Linked DNA regions of Rattus norvegicus: region 1 is linked to region 2. Evidence: chromatin contacts called from public Hi-C data. All regions are on one chromosome and are shown on one strand. The core of a region is the stretch at or near the end of the contact, and the rest is flanking DNA. Distances in the headings are between cores, read along the strand shown.

Evidence for each region. A called contact is a pair of places that touch in the nucleus more often than the background predicts.
Region 1: a Hi-C map of liver shows a contact between it and region 2, with 5 times the contacts expected there. The contact joins two enhancer-like sites. A contact is called at or near these places in 4 of 12 Hi-C or Micro-C datasets (Schwann cells, kidney and liver) and 1 of 1 datasets of contacts at active chromatin or transcription factors (oligodendrocytes).

Annotation. Positions count from the first base shown.
Region 1 is chr18:8,270,806-8,277,747 of GRCr8, reverse strand. No RefSeq gene overlaps it. Among named protein-coding and RNA genes, the nearest start is that of Cdh2, 9.0 kb to the right of the region's middle. Within about 2 kb of position 5,342, at least 12 of the 93 cell types and tissues checked have an H3K27ac peak or open chromatin away from gene starts, as enhancers often do. A contact at or near this core is called in liver, where this site is marked.
Region 2 is chr18:8,108,700-8,116,544 of GRCr8, reverse strand. Cdh2 (cadherin 2) reads left to right here. Exons shown (of 16, transcript NM_031333.2): 3 at 5,332-5,558; 4 at 7,220-7,366. Among named protein-coding and RNA genes, the nearest start is that of Cdh2, 150 kb to the left of the region's middle. Within about 2 kb of position 5,299, at least 2 of the 93 cell types and tissues checked have an H3K27ac peak or open chromatin away from gene starts, as enhancers often do. A contact at or near this core is called in liver, where this site is marked.

The DNA of each region.
Region 1 (6,942 bases), core at 4,093-6,592, 160 kb before region 2:
AATGTTGACCTATGGCACGGATTTGAAACGCAACAGGGAGCACCAGTGTCTTATGGGTCTAGGATGCGATATCCCGGGTTAACAGTAGGTGTCACTGTCTACACTACTCAGTATAGGCCGAATGGCTCATTTGTCCAGGCCCATGACTTCAGGTTTACTGTGAGTTGGGTGCAAAAGACATCAGAATGAGGCGAATGCTCCCATTCTCAAGGAATGTACCGTAGGCAGTCACAATTCTTTTCTAAAAGTTAACCTCTCAGTTGTATAATTTTTAATATGTCATGCATATGTTTCTTTGAATATGGAATAAAATGTTTCTTTTTTTGTCTATGTCAGTCCTTGTCACTTTGAATGTGACAATGTTATTGAGAGGACCATTATGTCAGTTAACTGATTAATATACAGCATTTCATAATTGTATAATCCATATGAATCTGTAACCCCCAATTTCTCATATAAATAAATAACCTGAAATCCTTTATTTGCCCCAAACATGGCTTTAGGAGCCAATGGACAACCACAGGCTAAAGCCTAATGTCCTTTCCTTATGTATCCACATCAAGACAAACATCAGTGTCTAGATTGAATTTTGTCATAGCAAACAAAATACGATGGGAATAGAACAAATAATTACCAGTCTTAATGTTTCTACAACACATAGTTGTGAACCTGCCTGGTGAAAGATGAGTGTACCCTGTGGGCATATCCAAAACATAAATAGACCTTCTACGTAACAAGCTTAGGTACAGCCCTTAGGTCTCAAAGGACCCCTGCTCCACACCCATTAATATCTTCTCTCTCTCTCTCTCTCTCTCTCTCTCTCTCTCTCTCTCTCTCTCTCTCTGGCAGAGAATTACCAAGGAGCTTTTCATTCCTAAATACACGTTTTTCCCTTAACATGGTATGTTTTTCAGAGGGCCTTTTGGTACTCTGTCATGACAGTGCCAGGGAAACGTTTAGGTGGCTTTTGGACTAATTGGATAGCATCCGTTTCCAGAGCTGTCAGCTTCTTGATTCTTATAAGTGGAAAACTCAAGTCAAATGAAATTTATAAAATTCAAAATAAATCCTTACAGGACACAAAAACTAGACCACAAGGAGCTGGGATGCCTTGAAGAGTTGTCCCAAACTATGAGCACCTCCTAATGGCTGCTTTAAAGAGCAGCTTGCCACTCCTCCCCTGGAAGTGGGGGCGGGGGGGGGAGGGCTGGGCTTAGAAGCAAAGCTTTCTCAGAAAAGCCATCAGTGCATGGAATTATCTCAGTGTCCCTTCCTCCCATGCACTCCCTTACAGTTTTCTTGCTTGCTTTTGAGATTCTGTACTATGACTCAGCATAAATAGAAAATGTTGTTATTGCTTTTATCACAAAGCATGAATATTCTCTTAGCTCTGGTGAAAAGAGAGACAGGGAAATGTGTATCAGTGCAGAATGATGCCAAATCCTGGTAATTCAAAGTGAAAAGAAAAGATGAAAAATACTAACTAGATACAACCTGACCTTTTCACGCTCAAAATTTTGAAAGCAGGATTAAGAATTTGGCAGGGCCTGGTTTGGTATTGGTGTACAGTCTCAGTGATGAAACCAGGAGTGTTTTAATTTCAAAACTAGCCCTTTGTATGGTGGACGTTCTAGGCTAGCCTGGGCAACTCAGTGAGACTTTGTACCAATACAAGAGGCTGAACTAGGTCTGAATGTGACCCAATAGTAGAGTGGCAGTCTAGCTTGTACAGGACCTAAGGCTGGGTCTCTGGCACCACAGAGAGTTAGGAGTTTAAAATATGAGAAATTAATAACTGTGTTATTTGTTATTTAAACCTTTAGGGTAACCATGTTTTTCAATTTACAGTGAAGATTACTAATGTCTGATTTTTTTAAATCTTCACCTTGAAAAGGTATGACACGGGAAATGTATTACTTTTCCTGTGTTGATAATCTGGTTCCGGTGTTCTGATGATAGCAGATGCTGTCCAGTCTAAGCTGCACATCTCAGGATGCTGAGGGAGTGCCTGCCAGTTTGCAATGAGCAGGCGACTGATCAGGTGACTGATCGGGAAGCAAACAGCGTGTTCCATGGGGGACTACCTTTAAGATTTTAGCCTGAGGTTTAGGTTAGATTTCTTGAATTCCTCTGATCGACCTGAAAGTTTTCTTCCTTGCTCAATCTGGGGATGCTTTTTCTTCTAAGCAGGAACCATAGAACCCACTATTTCTTCACCACTCTCAGGCGCATCAAGTTTCTAACTCCTACCGATGGGTATCTCTGCTTAGTCTGTAGGTGGTACTAAGCTTCCTTCCCTGTAATCCCAACAGCTGCTCCTAGGCGTGCCCGTCCTCTAAGAGTCAAAAAACAAAGTAGGATATCGGTCTCAGAGTGGGTTCTCAATCTCTGCTAAGTATTTCAGTTTGGGAACTCACTCTAAAAACACAAAAAAGCTAACCCTAGAACAAACAGACAGAAAAGCCCAGAAGAATCTCTTCTTTAAAACCTGTATCTCAGTCTGCTGTGGTGGCAGGTGCACTTGAGAGGCAGAGGAAGGCAAGCAAACCAACTTGGTCTACAGAAAGCCATAACTACACAGAGACTCTGTCTAGAAAACCAACCAACCAACCAACCAAAAAACAAACAAACAAACAAACAAACAAACAACAAACAAAAAACAAAAGAAGAAAGAAGAAACCAATTTTTATAGATGTTAAATTGCCTTTTCTTTCCAGTAAACTACTTGTAAGCAGTCACATTATCACTGTAGGCAAAATAGGAGGTCCATGAAACATCTTAAAACTGAGTGTTTGGAGTCTGATGTCTAGTGAAATGTTGACTAATTCATGTAAGTCTACAAAATTAATCTGGATAGCAGAGTCCTGACATCTTAACCTGTTAGGTCAAGAGATGCTATGTAGGATCTGAGAGGATCTTATGCTATCATGCTAGCAAGATGATAAAACTCAACTTCACCAAGCTTTGAATGAATAACAGAAGGCCCATGGTAAGTTAAAATGAAGAACAATTAATTATTTAAATCGTGATTCTTAATAACAAGAGTGCTAGCGGAGATAAGGAATATTTCAGATATCCTATAGTAAAAAAATGCCTACTGATCCATGTTTTCATTTAAACTCCCATTGTGTTGTAGTCTCTTCTCAATTGAAACATTCTCACAAGTCTTATGAGACCCTTTCTTGCTGTCTTATGAACAGTCAAAAGACAACTCTTCAGAACAGGTAACTCTTTTGGAGGAGAGCTAACTGCAAGTTACACAAGTGTTTCCAATGATGCTGCTTTGGGGGAGGGGTCCATCCCCCAGGTAACCTGGGGCTGTTTTTGAGATGCAGGTCCCCAAATCTTATGAAGTAGCTCTAGCTGAAGGCTCTCTTGTAAGGAATCCCAATAAACTCATTGGACAGATGGATGCCCTTCTTGGCCTGCCATTGTCTCCTCTTGGGCAAATGCAAACAGGATCACCTGAATAAGACATGTAATAGCTCCCACCAAAAATGAGTCCTAGGGCATGCCAACAAACGCAGTATAAAATAACAACGGACATCTGAAGATCATCACAACCAATACCTAAGCTATTACACATTTCTTTATACCATGGATTTCAGTTGCAGACTGCTAATATTCTGAGTTTTCATTTCTTACTATCTTCTAGAAACATAAATTTCTTCATGTTATGCAGACAAGTAGTTGATTCGGGGCTGATTTAGTTAGAAGAAACTTAAGTGGAATACATTAAGGTGAATGTGCCTCCTTGAATTGCTTCAACATAGCTAATATTTCGAAAATGGTTTTCATATCTATTATGTTATGTCAAAGAAAAGATATTTAAAATTCTTTTTCAAAATATGAAACTTGTAGGGGCTGAAACAATGATTTTCGAGAAAAGAGAATCTGTGGCAGTGACACTTTTTGTTTTATTAGTAAAAAATGGGGTTGCCGTTCATTCGCATTTTTTTTTTTGCAGAGGGCTGCATTCCAGGGAGACACCTGCACTATAAAACCATCATGATTCTGTTCCAAGAGGATGATGTGTGCCTCATCCATGGATGAGGGTTTGTGACAGTCCTCACGCAGCATGAACTGTCAGTCAGTGGTCATGCAGCCTCCTGAACTTTGCACAGGGCGCCTGTTTCTTTGGTCGTGGGATAATTCACCTTGACAGAGGTGAGCAAAGCCAAGCCATTAACGGAGGTTAGTAGAGCTTGAGCCTAAGCTGAGGACCTCTCTCCCTGTACTTTGTAGTGCAGATCCAACCCCAGCTACAGAGAGCCTGGATCAGGAGGTACAGACTGAGAGCTTCTTCGGGAGAACTGGAGATGCCAAGAAAAGGTTGGGAGAAGGTAACCCAAGAAAGCTTGAGGCTCTGGACTCATGACTCCAATAAACCAAGGCTTAGATGTTAGCTTAGAAAACTGGGGCACTAAATGGAATCCTGCCTATCCCTCACCAACCATGTCTTTAATTTTAAAGATTTATTTGCTTTTACTTTATGTGTATGAGTTTTTACTTGTGTGTATGTCTGTTCATCATGTGCAGGCCTGGTAGCCACATAGGCCAGAAGAGGGCATCAGATACCATGGAACTGAAGTTACAAATAGATATGAATTATGGGTGCTGGGAATTGAGCATGGGTCCTCTGGAGAGCAGTCCGTGCTCTAAACTGCAGAGTCATCTCCCCAGCCCCAAGAAGGCCTTGAACATAAAATACTATGAGGGTAGCATCACAGAGGACACTAGGGTAAAGTAGGAGGCAGAGAAACAAAATAGAGCATAGCTCTTTTCAGTTCTATAAAGATCCAAGTAGTTCCTACATGAATATTGCAGAAGCAGTGTCTATTAAGGAAATCATGAGTAAGCCAGGAAAGAGTCTTGGGAATAAAGAACTATTCACATATCCCCAATAAAAAGCCTGAAAAACTGAGTGGAAGGAATCTCCAGAAAAATATTTGGAAAGGGAAGCAAAAGGGGTGGGATGTTGAGAGATAATAAAATTGAGCATCAATAATCTAGAAATTTTTAAAGAGAAGAAAAAGGAACCCAAAAGAGAAAAACAAATGTTGAGAAGCCAACTTGCATCTACTTCCGTCAATGCATATACCTGTGTCCATTGAGTGAGGAAACAACCATAGGGCAAACGCAATTAGGAGAGGTCGGGGGTAGACTGCTGGGAGCAGGAGTGGAGATGTACAGCTTGCTAAACTCATAGTTCTGGATCAGAGAAGAGCATACTGCATGCCTAGCAGCAGGCGTCTGGTGAGCAACTTCCTTTCTGTTCAGGACTTGCTCTTATCAAGCCTTGTGCAAATTCTGGGAAAGGACAGACCAGACCAAAATATCCCAGATTACGTATCAGCAGCCCTGTACTATGGCCCTTTTATCAGCTCTGAAAGGCAGCCCCATGCTGTCGTCCAAATTCCCTGTCCTATTTTCCTTTGTGACTCACTCTGAAAACGGGGCAAATATTTTCTGAGCACTCTCAGAGATAAGAAGTTTGTCAGCATCCTGAGGTTTGGTCATGGGTGTCATGAGCCCCTTCTGCTTTGGAGAACACACTCAAGGGCTTTTTGTCCTTGTTGGGCAGTTGTAACCCTGTGTCCTTGACTCTGCTCCTCCTTTCCGTTCATTGATGAGTGGCATGAATGACCTGACTCTCCAAAAGCCTCTCCTATAAGCTGAGTCCTTGCCTCTTCTCAAGCTTCTCTAAGAAGATTTATGTTTCATTTGCTTTTAGTACATTCACTTTCAATGCAAATGTTTATTATCAGCTGTCAAAACAAGTTAAAAATGAGGATATTCCCATTTCTTGCAAACATGTTTGTGGGGTAAAGAAAAAAGAGATAAGAGAACTCCGAGAAAGATGATCTTCTCTGTGATAATGATTCAACACTTGGAGCTTCTACATGAAGAATGGATTGCATGCAAACATTCCACAGTCTGTGTTGGGGGTGTGGGAGCTATTGTTGAGAGAGGTAGAGCCAGAAAGTGACAAAGTCAGAGAGAGAGAGAGAGAGAGAGAGAGAGAGAGAGAGAGAGAGAGAGGGGAAGAGGGAGGGAGGGAGGAAGGGAGGGAGGGAGGGAGGGAGGGAGGGAGGGAGGGAGGGAGGGAGGGAGGGAGGGAGGCAGACTCTGCTAGACCATGTAGATGGAGAACAGAGAAAGACACTGGATATCTTCTTCAGTCACTTCTTTACCTTTTTTTTAAACCAGCATACAGCAAGTTAAATATCATTCTGACTTTTTACCTAGTGTATTTTCTGGTTCTCTTATGTTCTTTCTCTACCCCGAGTCCTGTTGCATCTGCACTCCTCCCACACATTGGTCTCTTTCATGTCCCAACTGCCCTTTTCCAATATCTCCACCGATCTAATTCTTTGAGACTGGTTGCTTCAACTTAACCTGAAACTCCCTGATTTGGACTAGACTGCTTAGCCAGCAACTCATCCTCCTGCCAAGAACAGCCTGTTTCTTGTTCCCTAGTGCTGGGAACACTACAGGTGTGAGTCACCATGCCTGGCTTCTACCTGGGTGCTGGACACTCAATCTCAGGTCCTCTTGTTTATAAAGCAAGCACGAACCATTTCACCAGCTTCTTTTATTTCTATCACAGCTATAATAATAATAATAATAATAATAATAATAATAACAACAACAACAACAAAAACATCATCATCCCCTCCCCAGGTTGTACTGCAAATAAGGAAGAAGAAACATAATGTGAGGATTACTACAGTACAATTAAGTGGACTTTCTCTACTATTATTGAATGCTGCTTTTTATAGTTGGAAAGGCAAATATGTTATTTTAAAACATTTGTGGATAAGAAAATGATTTAGCAAGCACTCTTTGACTTGATGATAACCCATCATTTTGTGTGACTTAAATTTAGATGAGAGAGAATTACTCCTCTTACAGTTAAATCCTCAACCTCAAAGAATACCA
Region 2 (7,845 bases), core at 4,050-6,549:
CAAGTGGGATAAAAATCTCCCTAGCTACATTCAGCCCCTAGGGAAAGATGACAACAGATAGTGAACATTGACTAGGTGGCAACAAATGAAATTCACACATTTCTCCTAGAAATGAGGCGGCATTTTAATTTGTATAACTTAAAATAACGCAAGGTGGCTAAAACCGATGAACAGGGTGAGTCAGAGGCTGAACCAATATCTACAGGAGGGGACTTTTTCCACTGAAATTCATGTTCATTATTTCTCACTAAAGTGTTAATTTTATACTGATTGAACGCACAAAATCATAGGACACAATGCATGTTTCAAACAAATTGTGCATAAAACATTGTATATATGACATACAGACTTTTCCGTATGGGTATATTATGAATTTCTGTATATGTATTTGGCAAACCCATGTGGGAAAGTATACCAGAATTCAATGTCAAATCAAATCTCAATCTCTCTGTCTCTCTGTCTCTGTCTCTGTCTTACCTCTCTCTCTCTCTCTCTCTCTCTCTCTCTCTCTCTCTCTCTCTCTCCCTCCCCCCGCCCCGTCTGTCTTTCCGTGTGTGTGTGTGTGTGTGTGTGTGTGTGTGTGTGTCTGTGTCTGTGTCTGTGTCTTTGTTTGTGTCTGTGTGTTTGTGTGCATTTCTATGCCTGTCTGTCTGCCTTCTCCTTCCACACTTACTGTCTTGGGACAGGGTCTCTTCACTGATCTGAATGTTGACAGTGAGGCTGGACTAGTTGTTCAGCTAATGAGTCAGGGATCCACCTGTCTCCGTCCTTTAAGCACAAGGGTTACAAGGACTAGTTGGCCATCATGCTCAGGTTCTCTGGCTTACATGACTTGCACCAAATCATCCGCTCATCCCCAAATAGATACATTTCATTACTTCTGAATGGGGCTGGAGATACAGATCCATGGGACAGCATGTCCTTATCAATGCCTGACACCCTGGGTTCAGTCCCCAGCACAAATAAATGGATCAACAAACATGAATGATAGACAGAAGTTGTCTTTACTTAACATAAACTAAATGAGAATTAGCATATGCTCCCAATAATGTCATGCATTAAGCTGATTCACATGAGCTACACGTTAGGCGGGAACTAGAACAACTGGCTCACCTTGGATGACTGATCTTTCTCACCTGACCCGCTCCAAATCATTTATTCCAGGATCAGTTCTCAGAGACCAGCCTCTTCTCCCTCAGAGGATAGACACAGTTTTCTTCCTTGCGAATGTATTCCGTTGTGTTCTTTTTGATTGGAGACGTGTTAGCATCTGAATCCTACTAAGTAATGGGATGGCAGATTACCAAGTGGGTCCTCCACAGTCAAGACTGAGTTCCCCATGCCTGTCTGCTTACACCCTTCCCGCTCCAGCTCCGCCTCTGTAGGACCTTGGGGCAACATCCTGATTTGTTTACATTTAAATCTCTGTGAGTCCCTATGAGTCCTGCTTACTCCTTTCTGTGGGCCAGGTTTGCTTGGTGTCCTTGATCCCTTTCGTTCCTACAGTCTTTCTTCCGATGCTGACAGGAATGGAAGAGAGGAAGAGGGTACAGTATTGTATGAGAGAAGAATAAAGAAAGAAGAGTTACTTTTTAAAATCTTGTTTGGCATGGGAGCTCTAAATCTGGCAGCATTGTCTTCACCAGTTTTCCTGAGCTTCTTTGTCGTCTAATTGTATTGTCTATTAAAGCCTTAGTTTCCGGTGGCTTAACTCATCAGATTCTGTTGGACCATTTGGGGGGAAATGACTGGAGTCACAAACATGGGACGAGCATAGAGCTCTCTTGCACATCTGGAGAGCAGGAATAATGAGTCTCACGTGACAAGTTCACTGCTAAGGTCAAAATAGATGTGATGTATGCGGGCCCATCTTCATGGGTCTCATGCTCACTCCTGTGGAGGCCAGAGGTTGGTATCAGATCTCTCCTTCAGTCACTTCCCACCTCATTCTTTTGAGGCAGGGTCTCCACTGAGGCTGGAGCTCAGAGTTGCAGTTGGATTGGCTGCTGACCAGTGGGTTCCAGGGATTCTGGGCCCGACCTCCATGGTCCGGGTATGGAAGACGTGAACCTCTACACCCAGCCTTTATATTAGCACCCAAGATCCAATCCCAGACACTTGTGCTAGCATAAGCCATCTCTGCAGCCCCTTTAGCCTAATTTTACCTCTACTTCACAAGGCTTTACCACCAACAAACCAGTTCAGACTACTACTACCACTGACTTAGATATGAACACTTACAGCAGAACGCTGAAGGCCTTGGGTCTGTGCATTGGTTATTGGCTTCTGTTGTGAAGTTTTGATAGAGCAGGCTTTGTATAGAGATTCTCTGTGATGCCCGCCCATTTTCTATCTTTCTCTTCGTATTCATTTTCGTAATATGGCCATGTATTTATGGATGTTCACAAGCACTTACTCTCGTCAGAGTTATTTATCATAGAAAATAAAAAACTAAGAGCTCCTATCACAAGAATAAAACTTTACTGTCTTCTTAAAGACAGAGGGCATAGTCACAGGACACTGTTAAGAAATAGAGTACTTATTAGAATGATTGTTATAATGGGGACAATGTTAATGAATCTTTTGTATAAATTTGCATTAAAAATTCAGCGTGAACACACACATAGAAACACACGTACAATTTAAAAGCGAAATACAAGTATTTTAAAAAGTTAGGAGAGCATTAAAAACTGGCCTGATGCATATATGGCTTGTGTCACAAAGGGATAAGGTCACTGTGTGGGTCACACACAGGCTTAGTGCTGGGTCACCTGCATCTGGGAAAGAATACGCAGGGCACAGGGGCAGCGATGCAGATGTGGCCTGGAGGGAGGACGCCTGATGCTGTGCTGAAATGTAGTAGGCAACGCAGAGGAGACTAGACATTTCTGAGAGGATGGAAATAGCATGAATTTCTTTTTATGATATCAAAAATGTTACATCTATTAATAAAAAGGGCTGGGGATTTAGCTCAGTGGTAGAGCGCTTACCTAGGAAGCGCAAGGCCCTGGGTTCGGAACCCAGCTCCGAAAAAAAAAGAACCAAAAAAAAAAAAAAAGTTTAAAAAAAAAAAAGATGGCATAATTTTATCATCTTGATTTCTCAGCAAGGTTCAAAAAACAATTTTAGTTTTCCATTTGTTATTTTTAACTTACAAAGAAGAAAAGAAGAAAATGCCATCATTCTCCAGAAAACACTTCAGTCAAATAAGATTGTGGTACCTAAGTTTACTTGGGAATATTTATAGTCCAAAGATCGACGTTATATTTTAACCTGATTTGGTTGAAGATACAACTATTATTTTTACTTTTAATGAATGAAATTTGAAGGATGATACATATGCAGTACTTGAAAAAATATATATTCAGTAGTTAAAGCATTTTAGTGCATCTAGGAAGGGAAATGAGTGAGCGTGGACCTTGGCTGTAGCCCTTGCTTGTCGTGCTGATTTGATGTGAGCGGAACTGGAAGGAGCATCTTCAGTTGGTGTTGAGACAGAGGACTAATCAAACTGGGTTCCAGTGCTCCAGACGTAGGACCCGAAAATCAAGAGTTCAGGGTCACTGTCGGCTACGCAATTCAGTTGCAGGTAGCTTGAACTGTAGGAGACCCTGTCTCTGAAACCCCAATCTGAGTAAGGAAGAGAAGTCTTTCCTCACCTGTGAGTGCACTTTGCACTATGGACGTACCTAGCCCTTGCCATTGTATCACATTTAGTCATGACCAGACTGCAGCAGTAATTCTCTGGGAAGCGAAAACCACTTTATGTCTGATGACTTCCCTTGCCATCCCCACGCAATATTTCTTCAGAATGATAGAAGGTGGACTGCAAAGGAAATGATCTTCCTAGAGGTTGTCTAGAGCACACCCGGTTCTCGTTGTAAATGTGGAATCTAATTTTCAGTATCTAAGATACAGGCTGATTAGCATTGCGCTACGCAACGGTGACTTTCTCCCCCCACCCATTTTCAAGTCAACGCAATTATTAGCGGTATGAGTAACCCACTGAGATTGTTAAGGTCCTCCTCCTTATGATTTATTTTTCATTTAAATCTTTTAAGATGCATGTTTATTTCATTTGGTGAGAATTTACATTAAGAACACCAAAGTTCATAAGCACCCCGAGGAACAGAAATGATCAGGTTTTGTTTCTTTTTTCTTTTCACTCTGATGCTTTTTACTCTGAGTTTCCAGGGTTCTAGGAAACATTGTGGGTGTTGATGAAGATGCCTGGAATTTCCTTCCTTCAAGTGTTTATCTAAGATTCTGTGGCAGGAAGAATACAGGGTAACAGATAACTGAGAAACCCAGGCTTGCATGCCTCTCTAGTGGAGTGCAAGGCTCAGGCAGTGAAACTAGTGATAGGACTCCGGTTGGTGTATAAGACCGACCAGCAACAGTGCAGCATGAGGGATGATGGGAGCTTAGAAGGGACAGGAAGCAATACCTGAGCACGGGGCAAAGTGGAGATCAGGAGCACCTGGTAGCCCATCCAAGAGATGATGACAGAAGGCAAGACTTAAACAAGGAGATGTAGGGCCACAACTTAACCTTAGTTCAGTCCTTTCTTCTTCTCTGAGAGGAATTTGGTCCAGGACACTCAAGTCCAAGGATGCTCAAGTCTCTGCCATATAAGCATCCTACTATTTTCCTCGTACAAAGCCTATGCATACCCTCCTGCACACTCTATCTCTAGATTTTGAAATCCTTAGCAAAATGTGTGTGCTGTGGCCATAGTTGCACTCCAGTGTTTATGAAAGACAGCAAGTGAAAAAGCCTGTACCCATTCAGTACTTCAGTGTAAGTGAAACTCTTTTCTTCAACCACCCTGCTGTTGGTTGCGGTTGGTATAGTCTTCTTCATAGGCATAACCTCAAGTTAGAGAGAACTCATGTTGGATTACAGAATGAAGATTAACATCCTGATGTCTCAGAGATGGCTCAGCTAGTGAAGTGCTTCCCATGAAAGCGGAAGGACCCAAGTGTGATCTCCCATGTAGGAATCCCAGGAATTATAATGTATGCTTCTCCTATTAGTCCCAAGGCGGCAGAGGCAGGCAGATCCCTAGGGCTGGCTGGCTCCTGGAGAAAGGCACGTGAGCTTTAACTCCAGTCTTCACATCTGTGGGGAGTAGGGCCAGTGGCACACATGCACAGGAACTTGTGCACACACACACACACACACACACACACACACACACACACACAGTGTGAAAACAGTTTCTGTGACTTCACACCACTGTGTTTAATAATTTAACCAAGCTCAGTACATATTACAGCGTGAACTATGCCCACCAGGGTGGAGTAACCGTGCACGTGTGCTCTTTTCCAGTGAAATTCAGCAACTGCAATAGAAAAAGGAAAGTTCAGTATGAAAGCAGTGAACCAGCAGATTTCAAGGTGGATGAGGACGGCACAGTGTACGCTGTGAGAAGCTTCCCTCTCTCTGCAGAGCAGGCAAAGTTCCTGATATATGCCCAAGACAAAGAAACCCAGGAAAAGTGGCAGGTAGCTGTTAACCTGAGCCTGGAGCCCAGCCTGACTGAGGAGCCGATGAAGGTACCCAGATCCAGCTTATGTTTAACCACTAGATTTAAGATTCTAACCAAATACGGGTTTAATTATTGCCATGCAAGTGGAGGGCCAGTGTTTCCATTGTTACCAACTTCATTTTCCTTAGCAGGACTTGGTTGTATTTCTAGCGTAATAGGCTAAGTATATCTCAAGCAACCAGAGTTGCCTTGGAGAGCTTTGTTTATATTTTGTGATTTATAATTTAATTCAAATTAGAAGTAGTTTTTGTTACATTTCTGAGATGTTTTACAAGCTGTTAAGTGTAACCACAAAATAAACACATCTTGGGAAGATGTCATCAGTCAAATTTATTAGGTGGGAGGTGCAGGTCTACAGCGGGGACAGTAAAGTGTTTCTGGCAAAGACAAGGGTTGACTTTTGTCCTTTTTTTTTTTTCAAGAGCAAATTGGGTAGCATGAAATATTCATCCTGCCACTGATGTTGACGAGTGATATGCTCCCTCTCAGGAAAGCTGTTGTGAGCCAGGGTGAAATAAATGAAGTGTGTTTCCAACAGAGACCTATTCAGCTCAGCAAATGTTTATTGAGCATTTATTCTGTGAAAATCCCTACATAAGAATTTTAAATGAAATAGAGCCATGACTTTACAAATCCCATGTTGTTTATCAATACCAGGTTCTTCAAGTTTATTCAAACCTAAGATTCAGGGACACACCTATATACACTTTGAAGGCCATGACTCTGAACTCTAACCATTATGTTTTGAATACTACAGTTATAGATAACAGCACAGGCCATGACGATATTTAATTATAAAGGTCATGTGCATTCATGTATTCAAATAAGATTGAATATACTAAAAACATGCCTTGTTTTTCTCTTACACCAGTGTTTCACATCATGTAAAATACAATGTATTAAGCCATTAACTGCTGAAAGGCCTCAAGCCACTTGAGTGATATACAAAGTGAGAGGCTAGTACCTAATGGGGTGAAAAGACTTGTCTGTTGTTGTTGGTTCTCCGTGTTCCAGCCACTGTCCAGGATGTTTGCACAGAGACAGCACGGCCTAATGGCTAAAGTGTCCACAGACATCGAGAGAAACAGAAGAAAATGTTGACACATAGCAGAGATTAATGCCTACTGTGCAAAGTGGGTCATTTACAGCATCCATCACAGCTGACATAGGTTTAGAATAATTACAGCATTAATTCTGTGGGATTTAATAGGGTCATAAATATTTGAGACATTCTTTAGCGGTACGTATTAAACTTCTCTTGGAATTCAAATTATATCTCAGCACATCAAGATCTGAATTTAATGTACAGTAGGCACATTACCTGAACTGTGGTCTAAACTAATGAGAAATATATAAAAGGGTGCTATTAAACTTGGTTTAATATTAACTACTCTCTAGGATGGTTTATAGAAACTGCAAGTAGTTTACTCAACTGGACTATATAATAAATTGTTTCTAATTCAATTTCCAGTGAATAGTGCAACCCAAATACTTCATGGCACTTTTCTGTTATTGAACTAGGGGACAGGGAAAGGGCCTCCCGAGTTATTCTTTTTGTTCATAATACACTGTGGTTCCTACACACACGGGTAGCCATTAATATTGATGTGATCTTAGAAGGTGCTCTTCCTAGTCCTTAGGAAAGTTTTCTTGTTCTTTAATGCAAAGGAACCACATGAAATTGAAGAAATAGTATTCCCTAGACAACTCGCCAAGCACAGCGGAGCTCTACAAAGGCAGAAGAGAGACTGGGTCATCCCTCCGATCAACTTGCCAGAAAACTCCAGAGGACCCTTTCCGCAAGAGCTTGTCAGAGTAAGAGGCTGTCGTTGTAATTATTTTCATGGCAAGGCAACGTTAGAAACTGTTTCTTCTATTTTTTTTGTTTGTTTTTGAGTAGAGTTTATGGCATGTGCTGTACAGTTGAATTTGTGTGAGTGGAATTTCTCCTATGTAGTAAGAAGCCTTTCTTTGTCATCTCTTGGATTATTTATCTGCGTAGCTCTCCTAGGTCCGGGGCACTCGATGATAGGCCTTTTGTGAATTCATGAGCTATGACACCATCCCATCCCTCCCCTTCCTTCTCTCACTATTCAAATGGTAGTCAGAACCAGGACTTTCCATGATGATCTCTGCCCTCTAAAGATAGTTTGGGACAGAAGGAAAAGAATAAAGGGCAATCATTGCTAAACCTGCCAGCACCAAGTGCACTTGGGAGTCTTTTTATAAGAGGAAAAGTGACCTCTGATACCATTAACAGAGTCCCTGGGGCAGTGCAAAACTGGAGCCTTTCC